3 separate regions of the Mus musculus genome follow, and all the other regions are linked to region 2. The links are chromatin contacts, called in public Hi-C maps. All regions are on one chromosome and are shown on one strand. Each heading gives the region's core, a stretch centred on a gene start, on an enhancer-like site or on the middle of the called end of the contact. The rest is flanking DNA. Distances are from core to core; before and after follow the strand shown. Region 1 overlaps Txndc11 (thioredoxin domain containing 11). Region 2 overlaps Rmi2 (RecQ mediated genome instability 2). Region 3 overlaps Clec16a (C-type lectin domain family 16, member A).

Region 1 (3,033 bases), core at 16-2,515, 250 kb after region 2:
GAGGTGACAGACTCCACCTACCTCAGAGCACCCATAAGAGCTTGGGGAATGGAGTCACAGGTGAAACTGAATTTTTTTTTTTTAAAGCCTGTTAGTAGATTATAGAAACAGAAGGTGTAGGGACATGATCATCTGAGAACATGAGGCTAGAAGCAAAGCCTCCCTTTGGTGCCAAATTTAACCTCAGCCCTCTGAAGTGAGGGACTAGACTCCTGCCAACATTGCCCTGCACCCTGCATGCTCAAGTCAAGTCACGTCTCAAAAGTTAAAGTAAAAACCTCCAAAGACCTTGTCAACTCTTAATCTAGATGGTACAGAGGCCTGGGCATGGAAAGAGCTTCTTGGACCATAAAGCATTCATGCAGTGCACACTTTGTAAAGAATGGAGCCTTGAGTCCCACTTCAGTTCAGTGGGAGGAACAGAGCCGCTTCACTTCTCTCTACTTTTCCTTTAAAGCCAGGCTGTGCAGCCATTAGAAAGCTCCCAGTCGGGATGGCAACTTGAAACAAATGCTGGAGAACAGCATGGCGAGCCTGGCTAGTGACTTCCTCCCCAGCTTCCAGAGCAGTGCTGAGAGGCCCAGGGACAGGCACTGTCTGCTTCGCCTGGGCTGTGTTACAGTGATTCAGATTATAGTTTGGGCCAATTAAGGGATCCTTGAAGGAAAGAAAAAAAAGCCTAGTAAATCCAATTTAGCAATCCCAGGCTCTCTGCTGATTGCTATTGCTCCCTCTAAGTGCCTCCAAATGATTCACGTGTAAAATGAACTCATGTCTAGAGAGAACGGATATCCCAGAAAGCAAGGCAGGAGGGAGGGAAGACTCCAGGCAGGGCAGCTGTCTCTGGAAACCTGCCTATAAGGTTTAGAGAAAGACACACATCATCAGTGCAGCTGTGCCTGGCGAGGTCCCCAAAAGTGGCAGGCCCTAGGCTTTACCAGCTTGCCTGAGCTCCCATCGCCCCTCAACAGGAAGGTCAGTGCAGCCATCTGAAGAAGTGCTGTTTACTAGGTCTCTGGGGAAACAAGTTCATTTCCCTTCTCTGCTATTCACCCCAGACTGGAGCAACGAATAGACAAGAGAAGCTGGGGAATCCCGGTCCCAGGCAAAAGCCACTGAGCCCCAGCAACTATTCCTGATGACTCCTTGTGATGATGGATTAGTTAGTGCCCTTTAACGTGGAAGGAGATCTATTGACAGGTGTCAGAATCACTAGGCCTCTTACCTCATCTAGAAGAGGATGTCTCTCGGCTAGGGGATCAAACGGTATGAACAGGAAGAGTGCTGGTCCTTTCTTCAGCTCATTGTTCAACAGCAGACTCTTGCCTCCATGAGGCTGTAGCCATCGGAAGAGGGTCTCCTGGTTTTCTGAGGCCCACTTATAGATGTTCTCAGCTGTGAAGTTCATGACTTCCCTGGGGAAGACCTGCCAAGGACAAATATAACAGAATAATGTAGAGGTGTGTTAGACAAGGCAGAGCGAAAGACTAGTACCGCACTCCAGAGGCCGGGTCAAGCTGCACTGTAAGGGAGGAAAAGGCACCCAGAGGCCATGACTACGGGCCATAAAGCCAACACTTAGCCCACCTCTCCACACAGTCTCAACAAGTGGGCTGAAAGCCACCATGGGAGCAAGAGGTGACTTTCATATCACTGGGTTCACCTTTTGTCCCCTGAGAGACTCAACTATCCAGACACTCTCCCTGTCTTCAGGTGGCTGTAATGACCTCTAAACACCCTAAGGAGAGTTACAGAGCACCACGTGGTGTTTATAATAATCTAGGTCCATTGTCTATTGTTACAGGATGTTATATCTTAATCTTAGCTTGTCAGATTCTGTCCCAGAGGCCAGAGTGAAGCATCCACTAGGCAGAAGCTCTAAAGGCTTTGTTCGAGGTCACCCCAGCAGCTGGACACATTCCTGGCATTGAACAGGGATTCAGCAGAGTGACCTGAGTTTACACGGGCTGTAGATCACATCATGTGTAGCAGGAAAGAGACACTTGGAGGCGTTTTCCCTTTGGGTTTTGTTGTTGTTGTTTGTAATATAAAAGTACTTTTGAAAGACACTTGATATAAATCACAAGTTTCAAACAATTTCCAGAGTGGTACTTTGGAAAGTTTCACAAAATGAAGCGTTGGGAACACTAGAATGGAGACCTAAGTGACTTCACATGAATGTGCCTACTGCTTTTTAAGACTCTAACCTTCCAATAATACTTCATTTGATAAAAGATATATGCTGGTAAACACTGCCCAGAACTACTGCCCAGTTCTCCTTTTCCCCCTTACTCTTCTGCAGTGTTCTGTGCTATAAATACACGTCGGCTAAAACGATGGTGTGAGAAAATGAGAGCTAGCAAAGCAGAGGAAGTAAAAAGTGAGACAGGCACAAGGAGAGTGGGCAGGCTGTGGAGAGGCAGCCAGCAGCAATGCTCAGAGGAGGACAGTGGGGGTTTAAAACATTTCTATTTGGAAAACACAAAAATACATTTTAACAGAATATGAATACCAAGAAAAAAAGCACAATATCTGTGAGCTCTAAGAATTAGACAGATGCTAAAATGACTGGCAAGCAAGGGCAATCCCTATTGAGTTTTCGACAGCATCTAGAAAGACCTGAAGAAATCTCCACTGAAACCAAATACCAGTGATCCTGTCAGCAATGAAAACACTTCAGAGGACCATCCAGAGGGCTCAGTGGATAAAGGCACTTGCTGCCAAGTCTGACAACCTGAGTTCCATTCCTACGACATTTGTGGTAGAAGAAAATGAACTCCTACAAATTGTCCTTGGACCCGTGGCGTGTGTGAGACGAAATAAATATAATTAAAAATAAAATACTTCAGAAAATATCCTGTCAGCAACGACTATTTAAGTAGCAAGAACACAGTTGTGAAGCTCAATGCTCAGAGTGGGTGAGTGGCAGCAGGCTCAGCACAAAGGCAAAGGAAGTCAGGAGACAAAGGAGACGGTGAGAACCAGGTCCTCTGAGGTGAGAAGCTATCAGCTCCTCACTGTGTCTTGACAACA
Region 2 (3,036 bases), core at 200-2,699:
TTCCTGAGTATTGAGATCACAGGTGTGCGCCATTAAGCTTGGTTTATGCAGTATTGGGGCTCAAACCCAGGATGTCTTAAATTATAGACATACCAGGTTCCTATCATGAATATCTTACATTAGTATGGCATGGATGTTAAAATTAATTAACAAATTAACTAATGAACAAATACTGAAAAGTTAGTAACCAAATTTATAGTTTGTTCTGGTTTCTTTATTCATTTTTCCCCAGGATTCCACATTCTACTTGGCCGTCGTGTCTCCTTAAGGTCTCCCTTGTCTGGGACAGTTGATCAGTTGCTTTTGATTGCACTGGAATTTAATAAACAGACACACAGGTACACACAGTATACACACACATGCATATGCACACACACACACAATTTTTCAGTCCTGGAGATAGAGCCCAGGGCCTCTTGCATGCTGGGCAGACTCTACAGCTGAGCTAGCTATACCTTAGGTCTCAAATTAATTAATTTTGAGGCATCATCTCATGTTCCAGGCTAGCCTCAATCTCACTGTGCAGTTATGCATGATCATGAAGCCCAGCTCCTCCTGCCTGCACTTCCCTGGTGCTGCGATTGCAGGTGTGCACCCCCACACCTAGTTCTTGTGGGTCTGGGGATCAAACTCAAAGCCTGGCTCCTGCATGTTAGGCAGTCTGTTACTTGAGCCCCAGTCTGAAACTTAATTTTGATGCAGGCCCCAGGATCTCTGCTACAGGATTCTTAGTAAAATGGTGTCCCCAAACTGTTTTACCCCAGAGTAGCTGTTGAGCTGTGTGTGGCACAAGCCTACTTTTCCACTGGAGAACCGAAGCTGCTGACAGCTTCCCAGCCATGTCCTCACGTAACTCCTGGTGAAACACCCATAGAAAAGTGCAGGCTGGCTGGAGGTCAAGGCGGTGGGGGGAGGGGCGGCGCAAACGGCAGTGGGCAGTGGGCAGTGGCTGTCGCCTGCCTCTCCAGCACAGAACTGAGCCTGTGGTTTCGCTGCACATTCAGAACTCTCACTATTGGGGGCTGCTGTTTCCTCCCTGACAGCGCCAAATGAAAATGCATCCGGAGGCTTCAGTTCTCAGCTGCCAAATCAAAGTCAGTTTATCAGTGAGCACCCGCCAGACCGCGGCTCTGGCGGCAGCCTGTGTGCCCTCCCCACTCAGCTTCCTCTTTGAAATGCTCTTTTCTAAGAACTGAGAATAAGCAACCTAGGCCGTGACTTCACTTTTCTCGGAACTGCTTTACATTATATATATTTTAAAAATTCGAAACCATCACTTAGCTGGTTTTGGATCGCCTGAGTTCCCTAATTCTTTCTGTTGCATGTTCTTGTAAAGCTGAAGTTTTACCGCAAAATTCTGCAGGAGGGGAAAGAAGGGCTGTGTGAAATAGGGGAGTGTCTGACTGCCGTGTTTTTGTTGGCTTGTGTGTGATTTAATGATTAAAGAGAAAAAGAAACCAGAGGATATGCTGTGCGGAGTCGGGGATCAGCTCTGAGTTCTGTCTGTCTGGCCAGCCAGGGTTGATGCTGGGTACCTTCTCCAGTTTGCTGATCAGCTAGCTGACTCTTGAAAGGATAAGCGGGAGCCTGGGTATGGGGGTGCACACCTGTAATCCTGACATTCTGGAGGTGAAGGCCACTCAGGGCCATAATGTGGGTTCCAGGTCCTTTGTTGACAAGCCCCTATGTAAAGAGGAAGAGGGTGGTCAAGGGCCGTGTATGGTGTGGAGTGCTTGTTTGGCATCAACAAAACCCTGAGTTTGATCCTCGAATCTCAGCACTAAGGAATTGGAGAATCAGAAGTTCAAAGTCGCCACGGGCTACATAGCAAGCCTGGGCCAACCTGGGCTACAGGAGACACTGTCTTGTTTTTGTTTTTGTTTTTGTTTTGTTCTTTTGTTTTTCAAGACAGGGTTTCTCTGTATAGCCCTGGTGGCTGTCCTGGAACTCACTTTATAGACCAGGCTGGCCTTGAACTCAGAAATCAGCCTGCCTCTGCCTCCCGAGTGCTGGGATTAAAGGCATGCACCACAGGAGACACTGTCTTAAGACAAAACAAAACAAAACAAAACAAACAAAAACAGGTTTGAGGACAGCCAAGGCTACACATAGAAACCCTGTCTCGAAAAACTGAAAAGTAAAAAACAGGATGGGGGAGAAGGAGTGGATATGCCTTTAGTCACAGTTAGCCACAATGACCTACATCAAGCAAATAGCTTTGAGCCTGTGTCTGAAGACACCGTTCAGGGGCTCCCACCTTGTCACACTGTGGGCTAGTTCTGGTTCCACCATCCCCTGCCTGACCTGGGGTTTGAAGGTCAGCCTTCAAGGTGGAGACTTCGAGGTGGTTCTTCCTTCAAAGGATGCTGCTGGTAGGCTCTTGGGAAATGGAGTTTGCCACCCCTCCTTCTGAGTGGGGAGGTCTCAAGGTTGTTTTAGAATCCTTGCTTGGCATCTCTGTCCTCCGGGGACTCACATCACACACACACACACACACACACACACACACACACACACACACACACACACACACACACACAGAGTAAGCTGTAGGAGTTTCAGGTTGAAGACAGAAGCCACAGAGTAAAGGCACAGTGCTCAGGAGCCTTGGCATTTGAGGGCTTTAAAGCTTCTATTTAGTTAGCTAGTTGTGTGTGTGTGTGTGTGTGTGTGTGTGTGTGTGTGTGTGTAGGTGGACATTTGCTGTGGCATGGGTGTATAAATCAGAGGATAAATTGTGGGTGTTGATTTTTGATTTCTACCGGGTGGGATGCAAGGTTCAAACTCAGGTCTTTGGGCTCGGTGCTAAGTGCCTTTATCCTCAGAGCCATCTTGTTGGCCTGGGTTTGAGTTTTTATTGTTATTGTGATTTTAGTTTGTTTGTATTTTGTTACTTTTTAAGATTTATGTGTGTGTGTGTGCCCCGTGCATAAGCATGAGGTACTGTGTGAAGGTAGAGGACTGCTTTCGGTAAACCATTCTCCCCACTGTGGGTCCAGAGAACTGAGTGTACTGCATTTGACCCCTACAGCAAGT
Region 3 (3,061 bases), core at 480-2,979, 150 kb before region 2:
ATATGTGAAGAAAGCTGGACATCTGAGCTAGGCCTTATTCCACTCTCCACTCTCTCCTCCCAGATAACAGTGACTTGATTGCATGCACAGTCATCACCAAGGATGGTGGTATGGTCCAGCGGTTCCTGGCTGTGGACATTTACCAGATGAGCCTGGTGGAGCCTGACGTATCCAGACTTGGCTGGGGAGTGGTCAAGTTTGCTGGCCTTCTACAGGTGAGAGTCTAAGAACCCCACTCTGTTTTCTCACTCTGCACACATGCATGGTAAAAATGTCAGTTTTATACTCACTTGTAATGGCACAAGAAGTATGCACACAAAACCGGAGTATTGCACAGAGAACAGCCAAGTCCCTTTTACCAAAACCTTAATCTTAACACCTCTCCTTCCCTTCGGAGAAAACCCATTGCCAAGCTGGTCCTTCCAGATCTGCTTCACTGCCAAGAGCTTTTTAATTGTGTATCCATGGAACTGTCAGTTAAACTCAGTGGGGAAGGACCACATGGTTGTACATGATCTCAGCATTCAGGCAGTAGAATCAGGATGGCATCCACAAATTCAAAAACAGACCAGTCTATTTAATAGGTTCCAGACCAGTCAGGTAGGTTCATGGAGCAAGACCTGGTCTCAAGATAAAAGGGTGTTGGGAATGAGGACAGTGTGCTGGGGGTGAACCTTAGTTGATATGGAGTGCTCACCCAGCATGCATGAGGCCCTTGATTCCATTCCCAGCAGCACATACAAATGGGTATAATCATACATGCCTATAAGGAGGTGGAGGCAAGATGATCAGACATTTAAGGGCAGCCTTGGCTACCTAAGGAGTCAGAGGCTAGCCAGAGCTACATGAGACCCTGTCTCAAAAAACAAGACAGACCAGGTATGGTGATGTACATCTTTAATCCTAGTACTTGGGAGGCAGAAATGAGCAGATCCCTGTAAGTCTAAGGCAAATATGGTCTACAAACCAAATCCCAGGCCAGCCAAGGTTACGTAGTGATACTGTCGCAAAAACAAACAAACTTCACCAAGAAATATGTCTGCTATAAACATGTACAGACTTTCTTTTGACTCTTTAGTCCCTAAACAGGTATTTACATAGCACATATATGGTATCAAGTCTTATGCATCATCTAGAGTGAATTTAGAGTCTACAGGAAGATATAGTAGGTTATATGCAGATACTGTACCATTTAAAGTAAGGGCCTTGAGCATCTACAGATTTTGGTCCCCAGTTTGGTAGGGAGTGCCAAGGGTTAATTGTACATGAGTTTGAGGGTATGTTAGATTCTTATGCCATATCGTAGACTTGGCCTATCTCCTAGCCTCTCTTGGAGTGTCTAGCCATTTTAGCAGATGCATGCCTGCTGGGGTTCTCTTAACTGCTGTGTGGCAGGGCATGCTTGGCCAGAGCGCTCTTGATAATCCCAGCTTTTCAAGCATGTAAACCTGGTGTTCCACTTCCTCATGCCCCGGGCAGGATTTCCCTAGGCAGATACCCAAGAAGTTGGAATCAGCTATTTTAAGAGTTCATAGCTTCTGCCAACTTCCTCTAGCACTGTTGTTATCACAGGAGTTCCTGAGCACACCCTCCCTGACCAGGCTCTACAGCACCTCGTGTCTGCTGGGGCTCTGTCTTACAGGTTGATAAGTATGATGGCTGAGTAGTGACTAGCTGCAGAGGGAATGAAACACAGATCCCACTTCCTCTCTCTACTGTGTCCTGTCCCAGCCTGGGGCTCCCCTCCCCTCACTTCAAGGAGGTCCATTTCCTGCTGCACTGCTCTGATTCCCAGAAGACCTTGCGCAGGCTGAGTTGACTCCTAACCACAGCGGTGGGCAGCCCATTGTTGCCTGCTCTCCATGGGGAGCGCCTGTACATGAAGCCACTGCTCCTGTCTCCTCTCCTTCCCACACTCCTCCCTTTCCAGACCCTCTTACTCTCAGTGAGGGTGTAGGAGAATCTTTTTTACCCCAAAGTGACTCCCGTGTGGAACACTGCCCGGTAGATGGCCTGTGCATCTTCTTATCAAGGTACACCAATTTCCTTAGAACACAACATCAGGAAAGTGTTTTTCTCTCTCAGACGCTTAATGTGTCAGACAATGAAAGCCACACTCCCCCCCCACCCCCCATCCTCTTTTGGTTCTCTTCCAGTAGCTACTATTTATCAGACTGTTACTACGCACCAGATCCTTGCTTTAAACTCATAATAGCTCATCTTATCTGCTGCTGCCCTGTGATGCAGCCATTCTTTCCAAAGGGAGAGCCAAGTGTGTGGCCTCCAAGCACAGCAGCCCCTTCCTTCTGAACCTTCTTCAGTGGCTCCCACCTCCTCTAGCATATCTGACCTTTGAGTCTATCTTCTGTCTGGTACGCTTTTATCTCATGTGCCCTTGAACCTTTGTGGGCACAGACTTGACACAGAACCCATCCTGAGGCTTTATGGGAACCAGTCCTTACACACTCATTCCTCGTCAATGTCTTTATCCCTTTCACATGCAGCTTGCCTGAAGTCTCTGCCAAACAATTCTAGTGGCCCTTCCTCAGGGACTGTCCTCAAAGATGTACCAAAGGACAGGAACAATGCCTCATTTTGAAGAGAAACAAGGAGGTAGTGTTTAACCAGGTGACAAAAAAAGGCTTTGGAGTTGTGGCCTCTGGTTTTCCAGAAGGAAGAATTGTTGGAATTTGCCTGTTGTGACAGTGGTGGCCCTTGAAGAGGCTGGTGTACCTCTTGTGGTCAGGCATCTCAAGTCCTCATGGAAAGGAGAATTAGCCATACATCCAGCAGCTGATTCCTCACCTGTCAGGCCGGGACTGATCTGCATCACCCTTAAATCTTTGAGATGTAGCCTCCTTCAGAACAAAAGCAGATGCAAAGTGCTGGTGTCTTTCTATATGAGCCACTGACACCCCTATCAACCCTGGGCCTGATGAACATTTTGCCTTTGCCTTCTCGCTCTGCAGGACATGCAGGTGACAGGAGTGGAGGATGACAGCCGTGCCCTGAACATCACCATTCACAAGCCTGCCTCCAGCCCGCACTCTAAGCCCTTCCC

Evidence for each region. Hi-C and Micro-C count contacts between places; a contact is called where the count stands out from the background.
Region 1: a Hi-C map of B cells shows a contact between it and region 2, with 7 read pairs. The contact joins two enhancer-like sites. A contact is called at or near these places in 10 of 39 promoter capture datasets (the 3T3-L1 cell line, the C10 cell line, cranial neural crest and 6 more), 1 of 484 Hi-C or Micro-C datasets (B cells) and 3 of 9 other capture datasets (adipose tissue, liver and pancreatic islet).
Region 3: a contact with region 2 is called in a Hi-C map of bone marrow-derived macrophages, with 37 read pairs. The contact joins two enhancer-like sites. A contact is called at or near these places in 3 of 39 promoter capture datasets (the C10 cell line, macrophages and stem cell-derived epiblast-like cells), 1 of 15 datasets of contacts at CTCF or cohesin (CD8 T cells), 6 of 484 Hi-C or Micro-C datasets (the G1E-ER4 cell line, Th1 cells, bone marrow-derived macrophages and 3 more), 6 of 115 datasets of contacts at active chromatin or transcription factors (the 230-238 cell line, CD8 T cells, bone marrow-derived macrophages and 3 more) and 2 of 9 other capture datasets (adipose tissue and macrophages).

The regions. Positions count from the first base shown.
Region 1 is chr16:11,090,361-11,093,393 of GRCm38.p6, forward strand. Txndc11 (thioredoxin domain containing 11) reads right to left here. Exons shown (of 12, transcript NM_029582.2): 7 at 1,226-1,426. Among named protein-coding and RNA genes, the nearest start is that of Snn, 26 kb to the left of the region's middle. Within about 2 kb of position 1,266, at least 48 of the 459 cell types and tissues checked have an H3K27ac peak or open chromatin away from gene starts, as enhancers often do. A contact at or near this core is called in B cells, where this site is marked.
Region 2 is chr16:10,843,047-10,846,082 of GRCm38.p6, forward strand. Rmi2 (RecQ mediated genome instability 2) reads left to right here. Exons shown (of 2, transcript NM_001162932.1): 2 at 1-189. Among named protein-coding and RNA genes, the nearest start is that of Rmi2, 9.5 kb to the left of the region's middle. Within about 2 kb of position 1,450, at least 160 of the 459 cell types and tissues checked have an H3K27ac peak or open chromatin away from gene starts, as enhancers often do. A contact at or near this core is called in the 230-238 cell line, B cells, CD8 T cells and 6 more, where this site is marked.
Region 3 is chr16:10,688,417-10,691,477 of GRCm38.p6, forward strand. Clec16a (C-type lectin domain family 16, member A) reads left to right here. Exons shown (of 23, transcript NM_001204229.1): 19 at 64-215; 20 at 2,970-3,061. Among named protein-coding and RNA genes, the nearest start is that of Gm15558, 6.3 kb to the left of the region's middle. Within about 2 kb of position 1,730, at least 86 of the 459 cell types and tissues checked have an H3K27ac peak or open chromatin away from gene starts, as enhancers often do. A contact at or near this core is called in the 230-238 cell line, CD8 T cells, the G1E-ER4 cell line and 5 more, where this site is marked.